Linked DNA regions of Strix aluco: region 1 is linked to region 2. The links are chromatin contacts, called in public Hi-C maps. All regions are on one chromosome and are shown on one strand. Each heading gives the region's core, a stretch centred on a gene start, on an enhancer-like site or on the middle of the called end of the contact. The rest is flanking DNA. Distances are from core to core; before and after follow the strand shown.

Region 1 (2,700 bases), core at 8-2,507, 280 kb after region 2:
GGAATTAGAAGGCAAAAACCACACCCTGAAATTTTTTACACTGAAGTTGCTATCTGTCAATCACACTCCAAAATGAGGAAAATAGTGGAGAAGGTTCCAAATGCAACAGAATCAATAACCACTTCAAGAAGATATGAAAATTAAAAAAAGAGAAGTCAGAATAAAGGGAAAATACAGGTCAAGAAAGAAAATTACATCTTGGAAATGGGGAAGTGTAAGATACCAGGAACTGCAAAATTCAGGTCAATGTATGCATTGTAAAGGATAATGGAAAAAAATAATCTTCCACCTTTTTGTTCTATGTTTCCAGCAGAAGAATGGAAGCTAAGCACAGTTGTGCTGCTGCAAGCTAAGCACTGAAACAGAAAGATCATGTTACAACTGAGAAGTAACAAGTGGTGACCCTGAAGGACCAAGGCCATCTAACATTTCTGTTCAATGTCTTGCCAGAAGTAGGAGTAAGTTGATGACACAGAACTACGAACAGCTTAAGACAGACTACACCGGCATGAAGGAAAACCCAGAGCAATTAAGCAGGGAGAAAATCCGACAGTAAGAAGTGGTTATTCACCCAGAGATTATTAAGTTTTTCTTAATTTAAACAGAGCATATTGCTTGGAAATCGCTGAAAAAGAATCACCCAGCGTACGCATTTATCTCAGCAGGGCTGTAAAGCCGCCCTAATTGAGCCCCCGCCTCGAACGGCGTAAGCCAGAAGAGGCGCGGGAAGGCACCAGGAAGAAACGGGTCCCGGGGCCCTGCCCGCACCCCCCGCCCCGGCGGGTCCCCCCGCAGACCGGCGCACCACGGCCTCGTTCCCGCCGCCCCCGAGCGCGCTCCTCCCGGCAGTACACCGGCCCCTCCCACGAGATCTGCCTTTGGGCGAGAAACCGTAAACGGAGGGTTTGTACAAAGCTCCGGCGCTTCGTCCCCTCCCTCAAGCCGCGAAGGACACGCGCGCCCCTGCCGCCGCCCACCTGCGAGCCCCAGAGCAGGGCCAGCAGGGCCAGCAGGGCGCCAGCCATCACCAGCCACAGCCCCGGCGGCCGCCGCTGCCTCATCGAGGCCGGGACGGGACGTGGCGGGAGGGGCCGCCCCGCGGGCGGGCCGCGTTGCCATGGCAGCCACGTGACCGGCCCCCGCCCCCTCCCGCCCCCTGTTGGCTCAGGAAAGGAGGGGGCCTCGTCCCCTTCGCCGCTTCGCCTAGCGCCGGGCTGCCCGTCATCGTGCCAGCTCTGAACCGCGTGACGGCAGCGCAGCGGTAGGCCAGAGAGAGGGTGGCGGCGCCCTGCGGCAGCGTTCAACGTTTCGGCGAGGCTCTCGGGAGCTGGAAGAGGGGCGAGTCCAGCTCGAGTTTCCGCCACTTCTACTCAGGCATCGTTGTTGTCGACCAGCACGGAAGGGGGCCTTCGCCTGCGCGGTGTGATGTCATAGGAGAGCGGCGGCGGCGCAGCAGGACCGGCGGAGCGGGGTGCTCTGTCGGTGGCTAGGGGCTGCGCGCCGCGCCCTTGCTTCCTGGGACGCCTCGGCCCGCGGCCCCGCGCTCCCGCTCCGAAGCGCCTCAGCCTCTGACCGCCGGGGTCAAAGGGTGGCGGCGCAGCGAGCGATGGGGTGCGGGGGCGCCCCGCAGGCGGGCGCGGGCCGGCCGGGCCTCTGTGCCGCGTGCTGAGGGGAGCCGCGCTGCGGGGTCGCTGCGCCGCCGCTCCGAGGGGCCGCGGCTGCCGCCGCCTTCTAGCCCCGAGCTCTCCTTCTCCCTTCGCCGGCGAGGACAGCCTCGGAACCGGCAGGGAGCGGGCGCGGGGCCCCTCCGAGGCAGCGAGCAGCAGCCGGCGGTTCGCCTTTGTCTCTTGCGTTGCGTCCAGCATTGCGAAGGCGTCAGCGCTAAATTCCCAGGGGGAGAAGATCCTAGCCTGCCTTCCTTGCCTTGCTTTCCTTTTTTTTTTTTTTTTTAAGTAATTTTTTTTCCGTGTGCTTAAAGACTGTTAAGCCTTTGGCCTGGATATTTTTTTTTCCTCTCCATGTTTAAGTGTCTGCATTGAATGAACTAATAAAGATGGATAAGAAATCATTTGAAACCGTGCTGGATGAAATTAGAAAGGTAACTTCTCGTTTTGCATGTTAGTTTAACCATTTGATGGTAGAATATTCCTCCTGATGAACACACCAGGTTACATGTTTGTCTTTAATAATCACTTCAGGGTTCAATAAAGAGTAAATTTTACCTCAATGTGAAGAACTGTAATCCCGTGTTACTGGTGTGTCCTAGTTTTTGTATGTCGGATATAACAGTGTAAAGTTGCTGTGACATGCTTTCTCTCTTTGAGATATTTTTATTTTCTCAGAAAAGTCAGATTGAATGTCCAGACTGCTACCAGTGAGCTAGCAACATGTGCTTGAAGAGTGCTCATTTGAAATAAGCACTTGAACAAGTTTATCACGGGTTTTTCACTGTCAGGGAAGGTGAGGAAGAAAATCCGAAATGGCCAAGTATCTCTTACTTGGTGGTAGAGGCTGCGTTTGCTTGGCCTGACCAGAGACAGGGACTTGCAGTGTGAGGCATCCACCTTTTATGTGATGGTTTAGGAGATCCAATACACAAATACGACATGAGAGGGCTGTTTTCAAAGCTGCACTCTGCATGCCTTGTTCAAAGCCACATCTCCCACAGCTCAGGAGTGTGTGCACACCCTCCTCCAGGTT
Region 2 (2,700 bases), core at 166-2,665:
TCACCAGTGCCGAGTACAGGGGTAAGATCACTTCCCTGTCCCTGCTGGCCACGCTATTTCTGATACAAGCCAGGATGCCATTGGCCTTCTTGGCCACCTGGGCACACTGCTGGCTCATGTTCAGCCGGCTGTCAGTCAACACCCCCAGGTCCCTCTCTGACTGGCAGCTCTCCAGCCACTCCTCCCCAAGCCTGTAGTGCTGCTGGGGGTTGTTGTGACCCAAGTGCAGCACCCAGCATTTGGCCTTATTGAAACTCATACAGTTGGCCTTAGCCCATCGCTCCAGCCTGTCCAGATCTCTCTGCAGAGCCTCCCTATTTTACTGTAAAAGTATATTTGTCCTGTAAAGTCAAAATCTCTCTTAATACTTTTTTTAAACTTTAAATTACATAGCAGTACTCTTGCAAGATAGCTAGTCACACTGTAAAAATACTACCTCTTTAACTTGCTTGAATATGTGGACAAATTCTTCATTTATGGCTAAGCTTCGTCGTTCAATGTCTCCACGCAAGTTTCTTCGGGTGCGCAAACTGTTTTCAACAAAAAAGGTCGAGAGAGCCTTGAGTGCTTCCAGCATCTCCTAGAAAATAAAAAAAAAGACCTTAACTTTCCACACAGTTACAAAGAAGCAGCTTACATAGTCTATAACTATGTTTGTGGTTTTAAGAAAAAAACCCAAAAAACTACTACATGATTTTAGAGAAAAGACTACCTAAACACACTCCAGATAACTAAAATAATTGTTGAGTCTTTCTTCTTCTTGTATGTTATAACACAAACCTTACTATTTCAGAATAGCTTTAATCAGTAAGATTACACCGGGTTAACGCACGACCTACCTATAGCTAGAAAACATTTAAATCAGAAAAAGCCGGAGAAGCGCCCTCCGAGCTAAGCAATACAAACCTGCCTACGATTTGAAGGTATCGAACAGGTGCGTGGCATGTCGCTGGAGAAGCAAAACCCAATTTTGTTTTTAATTAACGCTGCAAACGTCACCTTGCGACTCCGCAGCGGAACTGAGGGTATGACACGGTGGCTCCCCCGCGCCGGAGCCTATCGGGGCTCGCAGCCCTGACGGCTCATCCGGCCGCCCGCCCGCAGGACGCTCCCGCCGGGCAGGCCCCGGCCCCCGCCGCGCCCCCTCAGCCGCCGCCCGCCCCACCTTGTCGTTGTCCAGGCGAGTCTCCAGGATCTTGTTGAGCTTGCGGGACAGCGGGTTGCTGCCGGGGGAGGCCGGCAGCCCCGGAGCGGGGACAGCGGGCGGCGGCGGTGCGGCGGTGTCGGCCATGGCTGCGGCCCTCCCCTGCCGCTCGCACCCAGCGCCGCAGCGGCGGACCGGCCCCGGCGGAAACGCGGCCCCGAGGCTTTGGTTCCGGCCCGGCCCCGGGCGCAGGCCCGCAGCGGCTGGTGGTGGGGCCCGGGCCTTTGGTCGCCGGTACAGGTGGCTCGCAGGGGAATGAATAAAAAGATTAGGGGTTGATGGTAAGAAGGAGGGTTCACTTCCTGAGGTCGGCTAGCTGTATTTATTTCATGAAATAAATGCTTATTTATGAGCTTAGCTAAAAAGGAAAAATAAATGGGCTCTATTGTATAAGCTAATAGCAATGACAGTAAAAGTGTATGAAAATGAGGGGGGTGTCTTGTTTCGGCTGTGCGTTTACTGACACAAAGGTCTCACCCCCGAGGTCTCCTCGTGTCTCCAGAGCAGCAGAGCTGCCCCTCCACCGCAGAGGGAAGGAGATGTGGCTTCGTGAGCCGGGGCCGCGGTGGGATCTGTGTCTGCTGCAGCCGTGGGCTCCGCTCCCCTGGACAGCCCGGCCGCCTGGCCTGGGACCCACCGCGGTGCTGCCTCGGCACTCTGGGTCGAACAGCCTCAGGAGCCTGGCTGCGCGCCCCGCTCTTGTTCTGCAGCCGTGACATGTCCTGTGTCAAGCGCTGAGGTGCGATGAAGGGATTTCTGTGAGCTTTTCCAAAGGACAAAAACCGGATATGCAGATGAAGGTAAGACACCATGGAAAGAAGATGAATATATACAGCACACAGCTGTTACTTATGAAGACGGGGGTCCCACCATGGTATTAGCTCTGAAAACAAGAGCGCCTTGCCCATGCAATTGAAAGTCTGTTTCCATTTGTCTGGTGGTGTGTGGATCAAAAAGCAAAGACTCAAGCAGCAGCTTAACTCTTCAGGAGTCTGGGGACTTCCCATTGCTCTTCTGTAGGCTATTCCTGAAAGAACTGCAGGCAAATCGAGTAACCTTTCCCTTTATGCCCAGAGTGGAGCAGTTTTCATTCACTTATTTTTTCTTTTAGTTTGAGTCATTTATCTCAAGAAAAATTTATGTGAGCAGAGACGCCCACCTGAAATTTTAGCATGATGGGGACAGTGGTAAGATATTTTTCTATTTAATTTTTATTTTTTTGTTTGCTTCCTCACATAAATCATCTGCATAAAAGGCCAGCTTTTCTAAACAGCCTGTGTAGTGCCTTGTTTCTACTGTTGGCTAGTCAGCAAGCAGGTTTTCAAATATTTTCAGACTCCTTGTTTCCCTTCTTAGTTTCTGATCCTCCACCCTAATACGCTGATGTTATGTCCTTTGCTTCTGACTAAGCTTCCAGGAGCTAGGATCTCCCTTCTCCACGTCAAAAGAGATAAACCAGTATGCTGTCATCACAGCTATGAGCAATTAGTATTTAA

Evidence for each region. A called contact is a pair of places that touch in the nucleus more often than the background predicts.
Region 1: a contact with region 2 is called in a Hi-C map of brain, with 6 times the contacts expected there. The contact joins the promoter of PROSER1 here to the promoter of COG6 in region 2. A contact is called at or near these places in 2 of 2 Hi-C or Micro-C datasets (brain and heart).

The regions. Positions count from the first base shown.
Region 1 is chr2:109,745,918-109,748,617 of bStrAlu1.hap1, forward strand. It overlaps PROSER1 (proline and serine rich 1), which reads left to right and starts at 1,258. Exons shown (of 13, transcript XM_074815798.1): 1 at 1,258-2,098. The coding sequence starts at 2,054. NHLRC3 (NHL repeat containing 3) reads right to left here and starts at 1,109. Exons shown (of 7, transcript XM_074815800.1): 1 at 978-1,109. The coding sequence starts at 1,061.
Region 2 is chr2:109,461,218-109,463,917 of bStrAlu1.hap1, forward strand. It overlaps COG6 (component of oligomeric golgi complex 6), which reads right to left and starts at 1,416. Exons shown (of 18, transcript XM_074815795.1): 1 at 1,166-1,416; 2 at 437-580. The coding sequence starts at 1,291.